7 separate regions of the Mus musculus genome follow, and regions 1, 3, 4, 5, 6 and 7 are each linked to region 2. The links are chromatin contacts, called in public HiCAR-type and promoter capture Hi-C maps. All regions are on one chromosome and are shown on one strand. Each heading gives the region's core, a stretch centred on a gene start, on an enhancer-like site or on the middle of the called end of the contact. The rest is flanking DNA. Distances are from core to core; before and after follow the strand shown. Region 1 holds the start of Mthfd1l (methylenetetrahydrofolate dehydrogenase (NADP+ dependent) 1-like). Region 2 holds the start of Fbxo5 (F-box protein 5). Region 3 holds the start of Lrp11 (low density lipoprotein receptor-related protein 11). Region 4 holds the start of Lats1 (large tumor suppressor). Region 5 holds the start of Cnksr3 (Cnksr family member 3). Region 6 holds the start of Katna1 (katanin p60 (ATPase-containing) subunit A1). Region 7 holds the start of Akap12 (A kinase (PRKA) anchor protein (gravin) 12).

The links. Promoter capture Hi-C pulls out the DNA fragments that hold promoters and counts their contacts. HiCAR-type assays count read pairs that join an accessible place to other places.
Region 1: a promoter capture Hi-C map of pre-B cells shows a contact between it and region 2, with 9 times the contacts expected there. The contact joins the promoter of Mthfd1l here to the promoter of Fbxo5 in region 2. A contact is called at or near these places in 13 of 39 promoter capture datasets (the 3T3-L1 cell line, 3T3-L1-derived adipocytes, the C10 cell line and 9 more), 10 of 484 Hi-C or Micro-C datasets (CD4 T cells, CD8 T cells, the HPC-7 cell line and 6 more), 2 of 115 datasets of contacts at active chromatin or transcription factors (astrocytes and large pre-B cells) and 1 of 9 other capture datasets (liver).
Region 3: a contact with region 2 is called in a HiCAR-type map of astrocytes, with 8 times the contacts expected there. The contact joins the promoter of Lrp11 here to the promoter of Fbxo5 in region 2. A contact is called at or near these places in 6 of 39 promoter capture datasets (embryonic stem cells, hippocampal neurons, liver and 2 more), 1 of 484 Hi-C or Micro-C datasets (B cells), 8 of 115 datasets of contacts at active chromatin or transcription factors (astrocytes, embryonic forebrain, embryonic stem cells and 4 more) and 3 of 9 other capture datasets (adipose tissue, embryonic stem cells and liver).
Region 4: a promoter capture Hi-C map of embryonic stem cells shows a contact between it and region 2, with 7 times the contacts expected there. The contact joins the promoter of Lats1 here to the promoter of Fbxo5 in region 2. A contact is called at or near these places in 16 of 39 promoter capture datasets (the 3T3-L1 cell line, the C10 cell line, the HPC-7 cell line and 10 more), 7 of 484 Hi-C or Micro-C datasets (CD4 T cells, LSK cells, cerebral cortex and 3 more), 11 of 115 datasets of contacts at active chromatin or transcription factors (Th17 cells, astrocytes, cardiomyocytes and 7 more) and 3 of 9 other capture datasets (adipose tissue, embryonic stem cells and liver).
Region 5: a contact with region 2 is called in a promoter capture Hi-C map of pre-B cells, with 5 times the contacts expected there. The contact joins the promoter of Cnksr3 here to the promoter of Fbxo5 in region 2. A contact is called at or near these places in 8 of 39 promoter capture datasets (the 3T3-L1 cell line, cranial neural crest, embryonic stem cells and 5 more), 6 of 484 Hi-C or Micro-C datasets (CD4 T cells, the MNK3 cell line, cardiomyocytes and 2 more), 8 of 115 datasets of contacts at active chromatin or transcription factors (astrocytes, embryonic midbrain, embryonic stem cells and 3 more) and 1 of 9 other capture datasets (adipose tissue).
Region 6: a promoter capture Hi-C map of pre-B cells shows a contact between it and region 2. The contact joins the promoter of Katna1 here to the promoter of Fbxo5 in region 2. A contact is called at or near these places in 11 of 39 promoter capture datasets (the 3T3-L1 cell line, the C10 cell line, cranial neural crest and 6 more), 1 of 484 Hi-C or Micro-C datasets (pre-B cells), 5 of 115 datasets of contacts at active chromatin or transcription factors (astrocytes, embryonic stem cells, large pre-B cells and 1 more) and 2 of 9 other capture datasets (adipose tissue and liver).
Region 7: a promoter capture Hi-C map of embryonic stem cells shows a contact between it and region 2, with 2.5 times the contacts expected there. The contact joins the promoter of Akap12 here to the promoter of Fbxo5 in region 2. A contact is called at or near these places in 3 of 39 promoter capture datasets (embryonic stem cells, frontonasal cranial neural crest and pre-B cells) and 4 of 115 datasets of contacts at active chromatin or transcription factors (embryonic stem cells and large pre-B cells).

Annotation. Positions count from the first base shown.
Region 1 is chr10:3,971,658-3,974,357 of GRCm38.p6, reverse strand. It overlaps Mthfd1l (methylenetetrahydrofolate dehydrogenase (NADP+ dependent) 1-like), which reads right to left and starts at 1,283. Exons shown (of 28, transcript NM_172308.4): 1 at 880-1,283. The coding sequence starts at 1,103.
Region 2 is chr10:5,804,032-5,806,731 of GRCm38.p6, reverse strand. It overlaps Fbxo5 (F-box protein 5), which reads left to right and starts at 1,267. Exons shown (of 5, transcript NM_025995.2): 1 at 1,267-1,473. The coding sequence starts at 1,395.
Region 3 is chr10:7,588,358-7,591,085 of GRCm38.p6, reverse strand. Lrp11 (low density lipoprotein receptor-related protein 11) reads right to left here and starts at 1,269. Exons shown (of 7, transcript NM_172784.4): 1 at 473-1,269. The coding sequence starts at 1,034.
Region 4 is chr10:7,679,856-7,682,555 of GRCm38.p6, reverse strand. It overlaps Lats1 (large tumor suppressor), which reads right to left and starts at 1,347. Exons shown (of 8, transcript NM_010690.1): 1 at 1,106-1,347. It also overlaps a transcript of Pcmt1 not described here.
Region 5 is chr10:7,210,899-7,213,598 of GRCm38.p6, reverse strand. Cnksr3 (Cnksr family member 3) reads left to right here and starts at 1,362. Exons shown (of 13, transcript NM_172546.2): 1 at 1,362-1,967. The coding sequence starts at 1,916.
Region 6 is chr10:7,724,509-7,727,263 of GRCm38.p6, reverse strand. Katna1 (katanin p60 (ATPase-containing) subunit A1) reads right to left here and starts at 1,264. Exons shown (of 11, transcript NM_011835.2): 1 at 1,141-1,264.
Region 7 is chr10:4,264,978-4,267,705 of GRCm38.p6, reverse strand. Akap12 (A kinase (PRKA) anchor protein (gravin) 12) reads right to left here and starts at 1,377. Exons shown (of 4, transcript NM_031185.3): 1 at 1,038-1,377. The coding sequence starts at 1,187.

The sequences.
Region 1 (2,700 bases), core at 34-2,533, 1.8 Mb after region 2:
TTGGATTTTATCAAAAAACTGTGAGAACGTTTTTCCTTATTACAAACGTACCCATGTAACATTTTAAATTCTGCTTTTTAGTTCACTGAACCTTAAGTATTTACTGTCATGCTCATTACACCAAGTTTGTAGAGCTTAGTTTAGTTTATTGTAAAAATAATGACTACTTGTTGCGGGATATATGTGTGACAGCCCCTGGGGGCAGATTATTTTTGCTCATTTGTTTCCATAGCCCCAGTTGGGAATCAAAGCAGAAAAGGGCTTTCCCGCCCTTTGCAGGTAGGTGCCTCTGCACAGCAGTGGCCTAGCAAACTCACTATAGGGTCTGACCAGATGACTCTGCTCAGATCACCACCGGATATAGAATGAACTTTCCAGATACTGCTGCACCGGAACCTGTGTGCTCTCTGAGCAGCGATGCTCCGGAGCGGACCGTACGCCTAGACCTAGAGGGCTTCCGCAAGGGGTTTAGCCCGCCCCTCCTTCAGTAGTGGGACATCAGCAGTGGCGGGATTGTAGGGCCATCCTCCTTGCTTCTCTCCCGCCCAGGGCCGCACCGCCCTTTTCCTGTCGGCGCCACGCCCGGCGCGGTTGCATCAGAGCCGGAGGCGGGCGGTGCACGTGGAGCGGGGCGTGCGGTCCGTGAGGCGCGCGCCGGCTGGGGGGGATGCCCTCATCTACCGGGTCCCATACTCCGGACGTTCCCCTTCGCCCCCACGCCCTCTCTGCCAATCGCAAGGCGTCTCTAGCAAGTCGGAACCAAGCATTCTCTGTTTCCCGCCCTACGAACGGTCCCTCGGGTCTCCCAGCGGCCGAGAGTGCCATTGGGTCCTTGGGTCCCTGGCTAGGGACCTGCCTGTAGACAAACAGGACACTCACCTGACGATGGAGTCCATCCCGGGGGCTTCCGGATTGCCTGGGCCATGGCTGCTGAAGGTTTGGCCATCCTGCAGCCGCCGCCCGCGTAACCCCTCGGGGTCACCACCTCCGCTGCTGCTGCTTCTGCTGCCTGAGCGACACAGCTCACGGAGGCGACACGCCGGGCCCGAGGGCAGCTGCTGGCGGCCGAGCTGGCGAAGCAGGAGAGGGAGGCGGACGCTCATGCTGCTGCAGAGTGCGGGGTGACTGGTTATCCCCAGGCGCCGAGATGCGGCTGCAAGTTCTTCCCCGGGCTGGCGTGGGAGGCACCAGAGAGCCAAGCGGCACAGTAAAGGGCCAGCAGCAGGAAAGACTAGACTCTTCCTCGTGGGAGGAACTGAGGCCCCTAGGGGGCACTGTACCAAGTGGCCGTGACGTTAACAGGGCGGGGGCCAGCGGACGTGAAGCTTTTGGTTGGAGTTGCCAGAAAGTCAAGGCATAGGAGGTGGGGCATCAGCGTGGTGCTGAGCCCTTGCCCTGAGATTGTATGGCCAGCCCTTCTGCCTCAAAACCTGATGCCACCCTTGGTCTTCATAATGCAGCTCACTTTCCTCAGGAGGTAGTGGTCCTAAGTCCAGTTTAGACCTTCAGAAGGAAGTGTTTATTACGTGGGAGGTGGCCTAGGGCTAAATGTCGTTCTTAGAGTTTGCAATGCAAATGCTGGTTTTGTAGCCTTAAGCAGATTAACGTCAATGGTTTTAGGACTGAGTCTTCCAAGTTTATAATTTCCAAGGCTAGTGGGAATAACATAGTAACTTTGTAGACCACAAATGAGGTAGGGTAGAATTTGTGCAAGGCAGAGACCGTTTTTTGAGTGCTCACGCTGTCTTGTGTGCTGGAAAGATATATTTATTAACCCCAACAGATGTAAGAAATGGAACGCCATTCGTCTGATTTCTAACCAGGAGAACCTGCGATCAAGAGAAGTCATTTGGTTTGCTGGCAGAGCTGTGAGCTTGCCCAATTCCACGTGCCCTCCTCCTCTTCCTCTTTTTAAGTTTTACTTGTGTCCTTGAGCTTGCAGCAAGTAAAGGATAGGACAACCTGAAGAAACCAGTTCTCTGATTCTATCTTGGGGTCAGCAGCGGCGTGCTGAGGTGCTGGGCAGAAGGATTGTTCTAGGGATAGAACTCAACTTCATAGGTTTGGCAGCAAGTGACTATACCTGTTGAGCCACCTCACTGACACACGGGGGCCATGTTTTTGAAATGCATGGACAAGCAGGTTCCAAAGAGGGTAAAAAGTTTAAGAAAAAAAAAAATACACACATCTAGTTGGAACTTGGAGCCACAGAAACTTACTCCCTATGAAAAGTGCCTACGATGAGGTTGAGTCAGACAGTGTTTACAGGATATCCTCTGCCTTCCTCACTGCTGTAGGTTGGATATGTGTCCCAAAGGTCCATATATTAAAAACCTGGTCACCCTCTTGGTTACTGGGAGATGGAGGCATATTTTAAGAGTTGAAGCTTATACATGGAGGAATTTAAGCCCTTAGAGATGAGCCCATGGAAGGGATATTGGAATCTATCTTCTGGCCATGTCCATTCATTTATTAGGGCAGGTTTGATAGATGTCCCTTTTAGATTGGGGATCCCTAAACACAACATTTCTCATCTGTGGAATAAACTCAATACTGTGCGACATCTCCCAGGACTGTGGTGCGTCTAGAGGAACAAGAGCTGTGGGAAATGTGAAGCTCACTCTGCCTGCAGGGATAGATAATAAGGCTCTTACCTCTAGCCTGGGAAAGCAAGGCAGGCTGACTTACGAGCTTGTAAAC
Region 2 (2,700 bases), core at 18-2,517:
TGTATGACTCAGTCCAATCTTGGTCCCGCTTTACACAGGAGCTGCATGGAACACTAACAGAAAGTCATATGCTCTTGCAGAAAAGCAAGAGGGAAATGGCATATCCTGTAGCTTTACTGCTCTGTAGTCTGAAAAGAAGTTAAGTGTATTGTCACCACTTAGAAATAAATTCAAGACGTGCATGCCCAGCATCATTAGTGGTGCACTATAGCTCACCATCAGACTTAATAATACTTTCACTCTCGCCTTTGATATAAAAATATCCACGCAGCCAGGGCGCTCCACCCCAAAGAGACGGGAGTCTGACTTATTTAGGGGAACAGGTCGGCTGTCGAGCCTAGCCAACGAAGGTTAAGAACACATAAAATAAAATACAAATTAACACTTTTAAGAATTCGTGGTGGTTGAAAACCCAAAAGAATGCAATGGCCAAAGCAGGGCTATACAGAGAAACCCTGTCTCGAACCGGCCCCCCCGCCCCCAACCCAAAAAAAAGAAAAAAAGAATGCAATGGCCAGATCTAAGTTAGGCCGCGCCCTCAGCCTTCGGAAGGCGCCAAGCAAAGGGACGCCGGGGTCCTGCTGCGCGCCATCCCCAGGGCAAGGGCGGTTCTCCGGTCACATGTCCCCCCCAGCTAGTCCGCCCCGCCCGGAGGGAACCGCCAGGCTCCTCGCGCGCAAGCGCCAACCCGCCAACTCCGTAGTGGCGGCCGCGCAATACGCAAGCGCAGGAGCTCCAGGCAGGGGGTGGAGCCAATTTAGGAGGGAGAGTAGAGCGCGCCTAAATCCTAGAGAGGCGGGTCCGGAGCCAGGGGAAGGGCTTGTTTTCCGGAAGGTGTGCACTCAGAGTGGCGGGTTTGCAGCTCTGCAAACTCGCTCGTAACAGACGATGGAGGAAGACTGGGGGCCCGCCTGTGTCCATCACAGACTTTCAGGCAGAAGTCGGAGCTGTCCCCAGGACATGAGGACTCTGGAGAAGCCGGTTCGCGGGATAACGGAGGGGGGGTGCGGGGAGAGGGCAGCATGGCGGGTTTGCGCAGAGGACCAGCCGCCTTCACAGGCCACGCCTACATGGGCGTGCTTGCCAGCTCCATCAGCAACTTTGGGGAGGCGAGGATCTGGGCGTGTGGGAGGAGCCCAGGCTCCAGGGCTGGCTCCGCCCCCGCGCCCTCCTATTGGGCGAGCGAGGGCGTCCTCTCATGCCGCCTGCCTATTGGCACGCTTGTGCAAACGCCGCGCCCCATTGGTCTGTTCTGATTTGGGCACCAAATTCAAAGATTTTAAAAGTACCAGCTGGCGCCTTTTAAGAGCTGCGGCTCGGCGCCTCGTCTGGCCGGCCACCTTTTTCCTGTCGTCGCCGCCACCTCCCCAGCATTGGAGCCCGAGTTTTGCGGCATGAGCCGGCGCACCTGCAGTGACCTGCGCCGGCCGTCCTCCTGTCCCTGCCGTCTTGGCGCGCGGACTACCGTGGACGGTGAGTGTGAGGCGGGCATCGTGGGAATCCTTTCTCTGTGGCGGCAGCCTCAGAAACTGGGTGCTTGCAGATCACGGTGTTCCGGGCCTCAGGCGACCTATTTGGGCCCGGGACTGGGAGGAAGGCGCGGAGCAAGGGTGGCTGGTGCAGAGTGGGACAGATGTGGTCGGCCTTGTACGGGGTCCTACTATTCCATCCCACCCCGAGACCCTGCACTGGGGACGTGCAAGGTAGTGGCTTCTGCGCGCCGCATTCCACCCCACCCCCTGCCTGGGCGCCAAATGCCCCCTCCTCTCCCCTCCTCAACTCATGCTCGAGCTGTGACAGGACTGTGGGACTCCAAGCTGGCCAGATGGCCCCATCTCTAGCCTCTACGCCCCCCATTTCACAACTCATCTATCTCACATCCATACTCAGTCTCCGTAACTTTTTGCCCTCAGAGCCCTGGCTGGAGAGCGCGGGAGATTGAGCTCCGCGCTTATCTCCCGCCTTCCCTCGTGCACCGCGCCCTCGGGGCACCTCCCACCACCGACCCCCTCAGCATTTCTAGGGGCTCCTTCTCAGCTCCCGCCAAATGTAAAGGACCCCCCAGCCCCCGCCTGCCCACTGTACCAAATGGAAAAAGTTTTTTTTTTCCTCCCCTGTTTTGCTGCTTCTCAGTAAGTCTCAAGGCCTGGAGTCAGCAGGGCCTTTTAAAAAGCGCCCTTTTTCCTCCAAAACGGTGAGTTTGCCTGTAGTGTTTAGCTGATGAAAGAATCGAGGAGGGATTGTTTAATTTTCGGGTGTTTTGAAGAATTAATGGTCACTTTTTCCAACGTTTAGGTGAGCAGAGAGAATCAATTGTTTATTTTCTTATTAATTTTTTATCTTTCTTGGCATCTCAATGAAAGATGCATCGGTTCTATCGTAGAAAATTTCCAACTGAAGGAAGAGGTAATTCATTCTCTCTCTCTCTCTCTCTATATATATATATATATCCTCAATAATCTTTCTTCATCAGAAAAGGAATTAAGTCTTGAAGAGAAGAAAGTACTAGCTTAGCAGAATGTGTCTGTAAAAGAGTACCCGAGTCTCCGTTAGAAAATAAGAAATTTAATGGTTTACGAAGGGATTCTTTTGCTCAGCTTTCCTCCTCAGGAAATGCTTGCTGCCCCCAACTCCCCTCCCCCACTGGGTTTACAGCCTTGAAGAAACCTTAAAAAATAATTAGAACATTTAAATATTTTT
Region 3 (2,728 bases), core at 20-2,519, 1.8 Mb before region 2:
TTTGGGCAAGGGATGGAAGAAAAGAATGGAGATGGAGTGACAAGTTTTCCTTCATATTTTTATATCTGAAGGAGCTATGTGTTGGCAGAGAGCCAAACCAGGAAGCAGGAGTGGGTATTTAGGAGCAATTCTGCATCTAATCAAATCTTGTCCTTGCTATTTCCTGCGGTAAAACACGCTTTATAAAACCTATGAGACAAAATAAAACTAAAATAATCTTTACTGGGACAAAGAAGGTTCCGGGCTATCGTCTTAAATCGATCCGTCAGTGCTCTCCGATCTGCCCCCTTATCTTCCAAAGGCAGCCCAACGGACCCTGTCTGCTTCTGCCCCTCTATTGCACTTTCTTAGCACCAGCCCAAAGTCAGAGAAAAATGTGAACCACTTTCCCGGTTACCCACAGCTTTAATCCTCTGGAAGCAGAGAAGTTTGCTCGCTCGATAGCAGGCGGGACCCTCCTGGCGTCGCTTACCTGGCCGGGGAGGGATCCCAGCGGCGTCCTCGGCGCGACTGAGGGTGTAAGTGCGGTACCCGCGGAGTGGCGCGAACTTGCAGACGCTGCGGCCGCGCGCCGTGCAGTTGAACAGGTAGCAGCGGGGTGCGGGCATAGGTGCGGGCACGCTGGGCCCCCGGGGCAGCTGCACCACTGCCACCGAGCAGCTCGGCTCGGAGCAGCAGGCCGTCACGCACTGCCGCCAACCCCGCACGCTCCCGGGTGCGCGCAGGAAGCTGGCTCCCGCCGCGATGGAATCCTGGGTGCGGATGATGGTATCGGGCACCGCCCGGTAGACCGCCGTACCGCCCGCACCCGGGCAATCCTCCCGCGGGCCGCCCAGTAGCTCCGGCTCTAGCTCCTCGCGAGGCCGTGCCCGCTGTAGCTGCCGGCGAAAGTCCTGAAGCAGCCTATCCACTCCGGACGACGGAGCGGCGGGCTCCCCGGGCCGGCTGCCGGGCAGCCAGAGGCAGAGCAGCAGCAGCCCGCGGAGCGCGCGGTGCCGGAAGCCGGGGCCCGGTCCTCCTCCCCTTGTGGCCATGGCACGAGCGCGGCCTCAGAGCTCGGCGGCCCCGGGGCCTGGCTGCTTCACGGAGGCGGCGAGTGTGCCGGCTTCGAGAGGCATCGCGGGCCGGACTCGGCCGGACTCGGCGCCGCCCTGGCCCTGCTACCAGGCTGCGAGCTTTCGGTGCTTCTATCTTCGCTCCGGCCGCGGAAGCGCACCGGGACGACGAGCGGCCTCTACGTGGATCAGCACCGGCGTGCGGACAGCGGCTGCGACGGGGCGGAGCCTGGCGTGCTGGGGCGGCTCCGGGGCGGGACTTCCGCAGGTCTGTCGGTCTCCGGCGCCCGGTGGGGAGGAGGAGGGGACTCCCCGGAGTTGCCTGGCTGCTCCGCGGCTTGATCACACCCTAAGCAGCGTGGGTGTTTGGGCCCATCAGGCCTCATTCAGCAAGCAGACTCGCGCAAGGCCATAGCTCACAGGGCAGGGCACTCGGGGTTGGAGGGAGGGGAAGAGTCAGAAAATCCATCAGTCTAAAGTTCGGGGCTACTACGGAGAGCGACGGGTACAGCCAGGGGACCACAGACAACTTTGGCAGTCTTTTGGAATCCAACTTCGTTGCATTATTTATTATTAAAGAGATTTGGACTATGGTAGGTAATAAAGGAAACAAAACATTTACATTCAGGTTCTAATTCGCCTTTCAGTTTCGTTTAGAGAACTTAAACACCAGAAGTTTAGCAACAGAAAGCTGAACTTGTGAGGAGGCAAAGGCCGGGCAGTATGGGAAGGAGGGTTGGGCCGATTGATGATCTCCCATCAGTTTACTGGGTGTTGGGATGGATGACACCTGATTTAGTTTGACTGATAGAACACAATACTCTGAAGTGTGCGGCTTCAAGATCAAGATATCATCGTATTCATTTCTAAAATGAATGTTAAGTAAGTCAGTGCCCACGAAGTGCTTAGACACGTGGAGAAGCTCATTATTACTAATTTTGAAGTCACCTTTTGTTTTTAAATGCTTTTATTTATTCTTTGAGAATTCCATACATCTTTACCATATTCTAATACCTTCCCCTACTCCACCCAGATCCGCACTCACCTCCCTCCCTTCTTGTTTCACTTTTAAAACCCAAAAACAACATTAAACCCAGAAATGTGGAATCTGAATTGTGTTGACTAGCTCCTCTTGAACATGGGGCCTCCTCTGGAGTAGGGCTTATATACCCAGTGTCACCAGATTGAAAAAACACTACCCCACCCCCAAGCTATTGTGAACAGCTTCTTGGCCAATGGTGGGACTCTATTATCCACTACCTAGCCTCTGTGCTAAGATCTTCTCTGGCTTCGCCCTGAGCAGATCTTGTGCATGCTGTCACAGCCTCCTCAATGCCCTGTTCTGCCTGAAAAACACTATTTCCTCGTACATGGTGTCTTAGTTAGGTTTTACTGCTGTGAGCAGACACCATGGCCAAGGCAACTCTTACAAGGACAACATTTAATTGGGGCTGGCTTACAGGTTCAGAGGTTCAGTCTATTATCATCAAGGCAGGAGCATGGCAGCATCCAGACAGGTATGGCACTGAAGAAGGAGCTCAGAGTTCTGCATCTTCGTCTGACAGCTACTAGAAGATGACTAGCTCCAATGTGGTTAGGAGGAGGGTCTCATTGCCCACCCCACAGTGACACACTTCCTCCAAAATGGCTGTACCTACTCCAACAAGGCCACA
Region 4 (2,700 bases), core at 98-2,597, 1.9 Mb before region 2:
ACTACTCACTAGGTAAGAGAAAACTTTAGTTAAGGTAATAAAAACTAAAGATATCTTAGAAGAGAGTCATACCTCATGGAGAAAATTTGATTTTAAAGGACTAAAAACCTTAACATTAGCGGGGCATGGTGGCTCACAGCCCAACCCCAGAGGCGGGCAGATCTTTTTGAGTTCCAGGTCAGCATGGTCTACATATTGAGTCCCAGGCTAAGGAATACATTGTGAGACCCTGTCTTAAGAAAAGTATAATAACCTTCAATAAATAATCCATAAACTTCTGACAACCTTCATGCCAGGCATTTGGGCTAATTTCCAAACCTTGAGTGATACCATATTGTGTGAGACTGTACTTACTGCTCATCTGACTTGTAACTTCTAGTGAATACACATATTTTAAAAAGTCATATTTACAAATGGAGACAAATATTTTAACCTCGTTCCCTTAGAAAAGTGATTTTCCAACTGCATTAGTGGGAGAATTGGGATAAGTCATCGGAGAGTTATTCTTTCCTTCGCTTCGACTTTTTTCCCCAGGTACAATAAACAATCTTCCCTTACTGTCTTTCCTTCGTTTTCCAGTACTTAAAAAGCACCCGAACAAGTGACACGTCTCTCCCACCCCCTGCCACTAAGCGGTGAGCTAACAAATTGCAGCGAGCTGGAGAGGTTCCCAGGACTGCTTCAAAGGTGGACCCCGACGGGAGGCCCGCTGCGAGGCCAAAGAAGTGAGGCCGGTTTGGTGCAACCTTGCGTGAAAAAAACCACCTTTCGCTCCTCTCCCCTCTAAAGCGGGGAGGGGTGGCTGTCGTCCCGAGCCCCCGCCCGCTCTTCCCAGGCCAGCTCGCACCTCGGAGGCCTCAGTGCCCCCGGGCTCTCCCTGCGGCGCCGGGTGCGGCCAACCTCCGCTTCCCCAGGGCAGGGCTCGGCTCCGGTCAGCGCAATCAGCCCCAGTCAGGCCCAGACCCGGCCGGCTCAGCCCGCCTGGCCACCGCGGCCCCTGGACCCCCGCCAGCGGGGATGGGCGTGGGCCCGGCCGGCCACCGCCCCGCCGACAGGGACTCCCGAGGAGCGCGAGCCCCACCCGCGGCGCCGGCTCCGGACCTACCTGCAGGGGACGGTGAGGCTTCTGGACAGCCGCTGCGGGCCCGAGGGCCGGCGCCGCGGCGGCCCGGAGCCCGTCCCCCAGGGCCCCTAGCGTCGCTCCGGGTTCGGGATGGGGCAGGGCGGGGACACACGCCGGGGGGCTGCGGCCGGCCAGCGCGGCCCGACGCGGGGTCGCGAGGACCTGGCTCTCCCCTCAGCACCAGGCCATCGCTGCCGCCGCCATTTTGCCTTCCACTCCGTGTCGCCGCCGCCGCCGTCCGCCGCGGGTTTCCCGGATGTGGGCATTTCCCGGCGTCGCTTGCGCGGGGGCCGAGGACTGGGGGCTTCAGGCCGCCCCGCTGGGCCCCGGAGCTAGCGCTCCGTTTGTGGCCTCCCGACCGAGACTCGCTCGCCCGCTTCCCCGAGCCGGGGTGAGTGTGGCCCAGAGAGTGGAGTCTGTACCACCACGTTCTGGCTCCGCACGGAGACGCGGGCGCGTCGCGGCGAGCGTGGGTCGCACCAGGAAAGGGCGGTGAACGGCGCTCCGAGACCGCGGACGTCACGAGGCAAGATGTCTAGAGCTTGAATAAAACTCGAGTCTTCCAGAGCTGGGAGCGAATGTGGTTTTGGAACTAGCCAGATGGAGTGTTCTTGAAACTGGACCTGTGGATTTGCAGAGTTCGGTCCAGCGGATCTGCAGGAGAGGTCATTGTAGCCATAACGAGTAACGGGGCCGCTGTCAGAAGTTCTGTTTCTCTTGAAATTGAATCTGCTGTTCGGGATGCATCACTGACTTTGGTCTTTTAATGCATTGTTCTCTTTTGCGGGGGATTAGGTCCACGTAGAGGATCTCTAGGCCGCAGCGTGTGTGCCAAAACTCCCATTCTCCTACCCCACTCCACCTTTCCTAGTGCTGAGAATCTAAATGGTGCCAACCAACACTGGGCTGTCTATCACCTGTAAATATGAACACAGTCCCCAGTTTTGCTGGTAGGTAATACATGCAATTATTTTTTTTTTCAGATACTCTATTTTGTGTTAGACCAAAAAAGTAAAAACGTTGACATCCCAGTGTAACCAGGAATTGAACCATGCTATGCCAGTGCTCTACCACTGAGCTATATCCTCAGAACATTTTATAGTTTTCATTGAGACTGGGCCTCACTGTTATCCGGACTGGCTTTGAACTTGTGATCCTTCAGCCTCAGTCTTAAAGGTAGCTGAGATAACAAGCCTGCTCCATGAAGCCCAGTTCTGCTTTTTTCTGAGGTACTGTATCCAAAAGTTCAACTATGAAAACCTCAGATGGTCAAATTTAGATGACAAGGGAATATTTTAATGTAGTCGCTGCCACTGCTTTAGCTCTGTCGTCATAGTAAAAATCCCTAATGTGGCTTCAGCCCCACTATGCTGTTGGGATCGTCCTACAAATCAAGGTCCCTACCTTGTGCTTTGGTAGGTAGGTACAATTTTAAGACGTGTAATTCAATGGACTATGTCTGCTAATTTGAACCATTAAAAATATTTTAAGCACAGAGAGCTGGAGCTGCTTCTTGAGAGGGCTAAGTCACCGCACAAGCCAGGGTGCAGTGAAAAGACCCTTGGGAAAGAAGCAGA
Region 5 (2,700 bases), core at 113-2,612, 1.4 Mb before region 2:
TATGCAGCCAGATTCATCGTCTTTCAACTTCGTTACTACTGTGTCCCCTTTGGAAGGCAGCACTGTTTATAGATGAATTACTTGCTTGGTCATCTAATCATATAGCTATTTTCGAAACTGTAGGCACAGTTCCCACTGTGCAGAGGTCAAGATGGTTAAGGAAAGACAGATGTCAAAGATCATTTCTTAAAAAGAGGGCAGCTACTCTACCAGGAATTTTCTCATGGCCGGTGTCAAGTTTCTGGGTTGGGTAATTACTCTTGGTTAAAAAAAAAAAATCGCTATTTTTGATAGTTGTACCTCTCCATTGCATAGACGAATTGCTCAGGAAGGCTAAGACAGTGTGTACGCTGTACACCCAAAACACTCACTATACAACAGATAGCTGGGTGCTAGCAGTGATTCTCACGTGTAATAGAGAGCAGCTATCCTAACAGAGGAAATATGAACGCAGTGGTTGGTGCAGGGAAAGCAACTGCGGGTATTTACTGAATCAATAAACACTAGCCACTCCCTTACTTCAGAAGATAAGTAGTTGGAAGGGGAAGATCAGATCCAGCTCAATATACCCCAATAACAAGCAGCTTCCTCCTTGGATAGGGTTAATAGTTGCTCAGGGGAAGATGGAAATCAATAACTATAATTGAAAGAAGACTTCACTAGGGCCAAAAGAGTGTCTGCATGTGTGTGGGAGGGAGGTAAACACCGGTTATAGGGTTTTCCCCAGACCCGCGCTCTGCTTCCAAATTGAGGCTTGTAGTACAGAAAGGGCTTTCCTCTCCCTGTCAGAGGCTGAACTAGGCAAGGTTCTCTCTTTTTTTCTTTTCTTTTTTGGCTCGCTGACAACTTTCGCCTCAGGGTTAATGACTAATCTGAATCGAGCGTTAGGTCATTTTGAAAATATGACTATTACATTATGTCAAAACACAACTCAAAGAGCTGCCATTCTGGTGTTATTAAACCGAAGAGTTGATACACTGTAGCGGCCTTGGAGCAGTGGCACACCGCCATCCATTTGTCCAAAACACACACAACTGGCCTACTTTAGGAAACTTAAAAGGCTGAATAGCTAAGGCGAGATTGCGACTCGAAGCTTTTAAAAACGAGAACAGACACATCTCAAACCAACACACAAAGACAAAAAAACCTGTTTACAGGATTCAGCTGCCACTAAGCTGGGACCTCTTCGGAGCCAAGCGGCTCTCCAGGACTCAGGCTGCAGCTCCAGCCCACCCCTTGAAGAGGAAAAGTAGATCCCTGGCGTCCGGAGCTGGGACGTAGGAGGGAAAGAAACCGGAGTCTACGTCATCGCGGCCCCGCCCCTCTCACGTGTTGCTCCCGCTCCGCCCCGCCCCCTCTCTTATTCCGGCAGCGCCGAGCGGAGCAGAAACTTTGCAACCCGAGCGCGCACGCTCCGCTTTTTTCCTCCGCCCGGGCGGCCCGCGACGGTGGCGCAGGAGGTGGGACCCACTGGCGGGAAGGCTCGAGGCGGGGGCGCACGCGGAGTGGGGACCTCGGGGACGGACACCGCTCGCAGGAGCCGCGGAGGGCCAGCCGACCTAGAAGTTCCCGGCCAGAAGAGTCCCACGCCAGGGCAGCCCCGGCCTGGGGTTTGAGGTTGCAACCTGCTCCCGCTGCTGCGGTGGTTGCGGAGAAGCAGCTGTAGCAGAGAGCGGCGTCGGGGGAACTGCATCTGGACAGCGGTAGCTGCGGGGAGCAGCCGTACGGGACATAGCTGTCCCGTGCGCAGAGACCCAGGGCCGCGCTTCCCTCGCAGAAACCGCAGCGCGATGGCCCGCTGACTGCGGCCATGCAGGCTTGAGCGGACTCCCGGCACACGCAGGGGACAACCACGGGCGCAGGCTGCAGGACTCCTGTCGATTGCCTAGCCCAGCGGACAGCGAAGCTGCTTACCATGGAGCCCGTGACCAAGTGGAGCCCCAAACAAGTGGTGGACTGGACTAGAGGTGAGCGAGCCGTGGAGGACCCCCGCGCCCTACAGCCGGGGAGATGGGGCGGGCCAAGAGTTGGGCACTGGAGTGCTCTGCCCCTCCTGCCGGCGACAAAGCAAACTTCTACTGAGCGGCTTGTGCGTCTCTTTCTGGTGCGCCTGCTCCGATCGGTTTCTTTCGGTGGGGGTGCGCGTTGACTGCAGCCGACTGGACACCTATATTTAAGTCAGGGAGCTATGGGATGGCCTTTCCGTGGAAGATTGGCTGGGAATGTGGGGCTTGGGATTTGGCGCCAGGGCACTCTCTCTGCCAGTTCGGGTACGGTGGACTTGCTGCCTGTAGCCAAGCGCAGAGGCACAAGGCGTCTTTGTGTGGGTGACTGCCCCTGGCCCTGGATCTAGTAAAGGCTGCGGGCCCAGAGCAGTTCGCGGGCGTGACCTGGCAGTTGGGCAGGTAGACGAAGGCTCCTGCGGCCAGCCCAGCCTGTTTGTTTGGGTTGGAGAGGGCGAACGGGCTTTCGCGCCTGCGAGGACCCTAGCGCCAGGACTCCCGCAGAGGCAGGGACTCAGCTCTGGAGGCGCCAGGACCCCCAAGGGCGCAGCGTTTTGAGGCCAGTTAAGCACTGAGAGGGAGCCGAGTGTCTGGACTACAGTCTGGTTCTGTACAGTACTCGGGAAGAGGAAACTCAGTGGGTGCTGGACGGTGTAGCAGGAGTGGAAGGGTCCCTGTTACTTTATCTTGTCTCTCC
Region 6 (2,755 bases), core at 15-2,514, 1.9 Mb before region 2:
ACAAAGGACACTGTCTATAAATAAATAAACAAATAAGGGCTGGCAACAGTTACAAGCCTAGCCTACACGCAGTACAAGGCAGAGGCAAAAGGATCCGGAGTTAAGGACCAGCTCTGGCTACAAGAGACACTGAAGAAAGAGGAGAGGGAGAGGAGAGAGAAGAAGAGAAAGAGAAAGAGAAAGAGAAAGAGAAAGAGAAAGAGAAAGAGAGAGAGAGAGAGAGAGAGAGAGAGAGAGAGAGAGAGAGAGAGAGAAAGAGAAAGAGAAGAAAGAGAAAGAGAAAGAGAGGAAAGGAAAGAAAAGAAAGAGGAGAGGAGGGGGAGGGGAGGGGGAGGGAGAGAGGAGAGGGAGAGGAGAGGGAGAAGAGAGGGAGAAGAGAGGGAGAAGAAAAGAGAAGAGAAAAAAGAGAAAGAAGAAAGGAAAGGAAAGAAAGAAAGACAAGTTTTCGTTTGTATGCCACTGAACCCACATACTGAATGAAACAAATGCTTCCTGGGATAAATTTTCTCCACAGCGCCAAATCAAAAAAGCCAAAAGCTTTCATGAGAACACTAGGCTCTCAGATTAAGAAACTAACCCCAAGAGTGGCGTGGTTGCACACACCTTTAATCCCAGCGCCAGGAGGTAAAGGAAGGCTAGTCGGGTCTACAGAGCGAGATCCAGAACAGCCAGGGAGAGAGAGAAAGAACGTCAATATTATCACCTTTAAAAGCAACAAAAACAAAACAACAAACGCCGGTGAGGGGGCTCAGCAGGTAGAGGCATTTGCCCAGCATGCCGGGCTACCCGAGTTCAACTCTGGGACCCTCGTAAAGGCGGATGGAGGGAAGCGACCCCAGAGAGTTGTCCTCTGACCTCCACTCACGCGCCCACATCTACACCATACTCAACAATAGCAATAAATCTAAAACTAAAAACAAAGGCCAACACAAAGGAGAAACAACAGAAAGAAGTAAGCCACCAGAAAGCAGTACAACTCCAACCTAACAAACTGTACGAAAAGAAGCTGAACCCCAACCTCCAGGCTCTGGGGATTTTACAAGGCGGAAGTTTCGGGATGGGGGCGTGAAAGCTTCGAACGCGTTCCCTGGTCGGGTGTCGCGGGGGCGGAACAGGGAGCCTGGAGGCCCGAGCACTCACCTAGCGCAGCCCAGGCTACCCGCCGCAGCTCCGGGTCGGGACCAAGTTGAAATGAAACCGGGAAAGCCCCTCTTAAAAGGATAGTTCCCGCACCGGCGGGGACACGCCCCGGAAGTGCGTGCTCTACGGGCGTGCGCGCGCAGGCGGAACCTGCGGAGGGGCGTGGCCGAGCTCGGGGTGCTTCTGCGCACTGTGCGCCGCGGCTAGGAAATGGGAGTAGGCGTGGGGAAGGAAAGTAGGCGGGGCGAAGGACTTGGCAATACCCCGCCTACTTCAGTACTTACTCTGTGGACCATTATCTCTTCCCAGGGCTTCTTCACTCTGCCTTAGCAGGAGATTTACACTAAGCTGCTCTGAGGTTAGGAGGTCAGGGGCTCTCTTACAGGTGAGTGTCAGTGCTCAAGCAATTCGTTTATGACAAATCTTGCTTTAGAGCCCGGTACTTAGGATTATGAAGCCTGGGACCCATGTGTCAGGGTAACGCGAATACTCTCAAGACATGCTAAGGGGTGAGATTTTATTTCCAATTCCAGGTGATCCATCACCCTCTTCCTATATCACAAAACACAGGGCACAAACTGGTACACATACATGCATGCAGGCAAGCCACTGCATATATGAAATAATGTTTTACAGGGTTTAAAGTCTTCTAAATTTTTCACCAAAAATAGAAAATATATTTTCTGCTCTAGTAGATGTGAACGTTAGTGTCACAGAGCACAGAAAACTATAATCAGCACATCAGCAAGAATAAAAAAGACCACTTAGAGAGATATAGATCAATTACTCCAAGAGATGGATTTATAATCTATACAAATGCAAAGGCCTGTTAATTTATAAAACCGGATTATAATTTAAAAGCTTCTCAAAGGTGCAAAATGAATGTATATGGTATACTTAAATATATAGGAAATCCTAGAACCTACAGGATGAATCTGTAGTAACTAATCAGAAGTATCCGGGTGGGAGTTAGTTAGGAGTTGGGAATGATGTTCTGTAGTGGAGATGTCTTCCCAGGTGTACAGTTTTACACATGAAATGAAAGTTGTAATTTGAGTTTATGTAAATTATACCTCAGTGATGTTTTGTTGTTGTTTTTTCCTTGGATATTTTCTTTTCTTTTAAGAATTATTTATTATATGTATATGAGTACACTGTAACTGTCTTCTGACACACCAGAAGAGAGCATCAGATCCCATTACAGGTGGTTGTGAGCCACCATGTGGTTGCTGGGAATTGAACTCAAGGTCTCTGGAAGAGCAGTCGGTGCTCTTAACCGCTGAGCCATCCAGATATTTTCTTTACTTACAATTCAAATGTTATCCCCTTTCCCACCCTGGCCCCCAGGAAACCCCCTATCCCATCCTCCCTCCCCCTGCTTCTATGAGGATGTTCCTCCACCCATCCACCTACTCCCACATACCTGTTTGTTGCTGTTTCAAGACAAAGTCTCACTCTATAACCTCTCCTAGCCTGGAACTTATCACATACCCCAGGTTGACCTCAGACTCATAGTTTCTCTGCTCTTAAGAGTCCCCATTACAGCCATGGGCTTCTGTGCCTGGCGTCAGTGAAAATGTTTGAAATAGAAAGACAAACCCCCAAAAGGTGACTT
Region 7 (2,728 bases), core at 128-2,627, 1.5 Mb after region 2:
CCAACAGGCAATGTTGCCATCCGGGCGTGGCTATGAAATCATTTGAGAGGCTGAGGCAGGAGGACTGCCACTAGTTGGGCTAGCTAGTGAGTTCCAAACCAGCCCTGGGCTACAGAGTGAGACCCAGTCTTAAAACAAGTAAGCAAATTAATTAATTAACAACCCTAAACAATAACAAAACAAAAGGAACAGAAGTAAAATACAATAATGAGAGCAAGACACAAAGGTAAAGGCTGTGATGGGCAGGGCAGGGTCAAATATTCCAGTCTCAAACTAAGCATCCCTATAAAATGCAGTATATCTAGAGCTTTACAGTGGACTCGACAGAAAGAGTGCAAGGAACGCTTACTTAAGCCTTTTCCTACATCCGTGCAGAACTTCTAACTCCAATGTTTGTTTATCCAACTGAGTCCACAGGCAGTAAACTGTGAGAAAGGGAGACAGGACTCCAGGAGCTTTGCCTATCCCTCCATTCGTGCTTCTGCTCCGGTTCTCTCTGTCTGGAAGAGAGCTACATGCATGGCTCTCTGCATTAGCTAGGCGGTGTCCCAGGCGCTGCCGCAGGACTCTGGGTACCAGACCTGGTGGCCCGGGTGGAAGCTGGTATCAAGGCCAACACTGGGCGGGGAACCTAGAACCTAGGTTTGCCCTGCTTCAAAGCAGGTCCCGACTTCCCCACTCTGGGACCTGGGATCTAGGGGTGTGTAAAGTGGCTTAAGAAGCCTGGCCGTGGTCAATTCTTACGGATGCCCCACCGGCCATCCCCCAGGCTGCCAGCCCACCGGAAGAGAGAAGAAAGACTAGAGAACGGCGGTCAGGGCAGATATGATGGTTGCAGAAGGGCTGGCTAGGTCGCCGCCCTTAGAGACCCTCCACAAAGATGCCAGCCCCGCCCCGGTGCAAAAGACCCCAGAGACTGCACAGGGCTGCGCTCGAGTTTGCAGATGGGCTGTACCGGCGGGAAGTTGTGGCAGGCGGAAACCGCCGGGACGCCCCATCTCCATCCCGCCCCACCCGGGCAGGTGGCTGCAGCTTACCTTGGTGGCGGGGTCCGCGTCAGCGGGATCTCCAGCTGCTCCCGACGCTTCCGCTGCGGGCCCATGGCCACTGAGCTCCAGCTCGCTCGGCGTGTCGCTCTCCGCCGGCTGCTCGGGGCTCCGCTGCTCGGTGGAACTGCCTGCACCCATGGCTCAGTGGCTTTCCTACTCTCGCCGGCTAGCCGTCTTCCTGGGACCGCGGAGAAGCAGAGGGGCGAGGAGATGTGCGCCCAGGACCACAGGGACTAAGGGGTGAGGAGCACCCGCTCTCCACGATCCTGCTGAGAACACACCCGGACTGAGAATGAAGGGGACGCGCTCGTGGCAAACTCCTTAAAAGAAAAAAAAAAAAAAAAAGCCACCTCGTAGCCTCCTCCCCCCTCCTTGTTTTTCCCTCCCTTCATCACATGAGCACAGCCCAGACACGCCTTGCAGCATCTCCCCCTAGGCTGCTAGGACCAGAGGCTCCGACACCAGGCCCCCAGCAGCCCACCCCGCCCCCAGGGCTTCTCGGGTCATTAAAGGGGGACGAGGGGTTTGGGGTCTGTCCCAGGGCTGCAGAAGGTTCAGGAGCAGCAAAGAAGGGGGCGGGGGCAAAAGCTTTGTTTTTTTAATGTAATGATTGATAACCCAAGGTTGGATCTTCTGCAGACTAAGGATTTACATTTGACCAGGCGGGAACCCAAATCCCCATTTGCTTTTCTTCAGGTTGGGTTTGACTTTAAGCATTTGTTTCTAGCTTTCTCTCCTTCAGCCGGAGAAAGGAAGCCCTCCTGGGCTGCTCCTGAGCCTGGCCATATTAGGGCGGCTCACGTGGCAGGAGCTGGGAAACCCAGAGGTTGATGCAGTCAGGCCACCGCTGAGGTGGGCCCAGCGTCCCCATGATCCCAGCCAGTGATGTCAGCTGATGCCATCAACAGAACTCGCCGCCCTCTTTCCCCGGGGAACGCGCGGGGAAATGAAGCTGTTACTGGAAATGTGCCTGTCCTTTGAGCGTCTGATGCTGAAGGTTACACATCCAGGCCATTCGTCTCTCTCCCGACGCTTAAACACCACATTGGCTTAGGTCTGCTTAGTCGCCATCGGCATTATCAAAACACGAAGATTTCTCTCGTACTAGCAAAGAAAGGGCCTGTCTGTTTTCTTCCTCCACTTGATTAAATACTCATTGTATTAACATGGCAGCCAATAAGTCTTAAATTGAAATTTTGTTAGATTACCCGTCACTAAGCATTAAAATGCTAGGGGGAAAAGATGAAATGATGTCAGGTGAGCCCGGTGCCATGATTCGTGTCTGAAATCCTGATGCTTCAGTGGCTGAAGTTGGAGGGTTAGCTTGAGCCTGAGGCCTGCATGGGGTAGGTAGTGAGTGAGTTTCAGCCAAGTCTGAGAGCCACAAAGCGAGGCTCTGTGGATGAGTGAAGGAATTAGTGATTTAAAATCAGTAAGAGCATTGAATCTAGATGCCAGATAAATATCTTGTCCCTAGATTTGATACAGGTTACTTGAGTATCAATGAAAACATTAATTTAGCTAATAACACTTGGTCCTTATTCATGGTCATTTAAGTGTTTATTGGGAACAACTCGGTTTTTCAGGATAAAATTTGGTTTCTCCACTTATTTCGGAAGGCCAGTTTCTTTGGGGTTCATTCATTTAGAAACAGACTTTCAAGTTGCTTTTAGTTATTT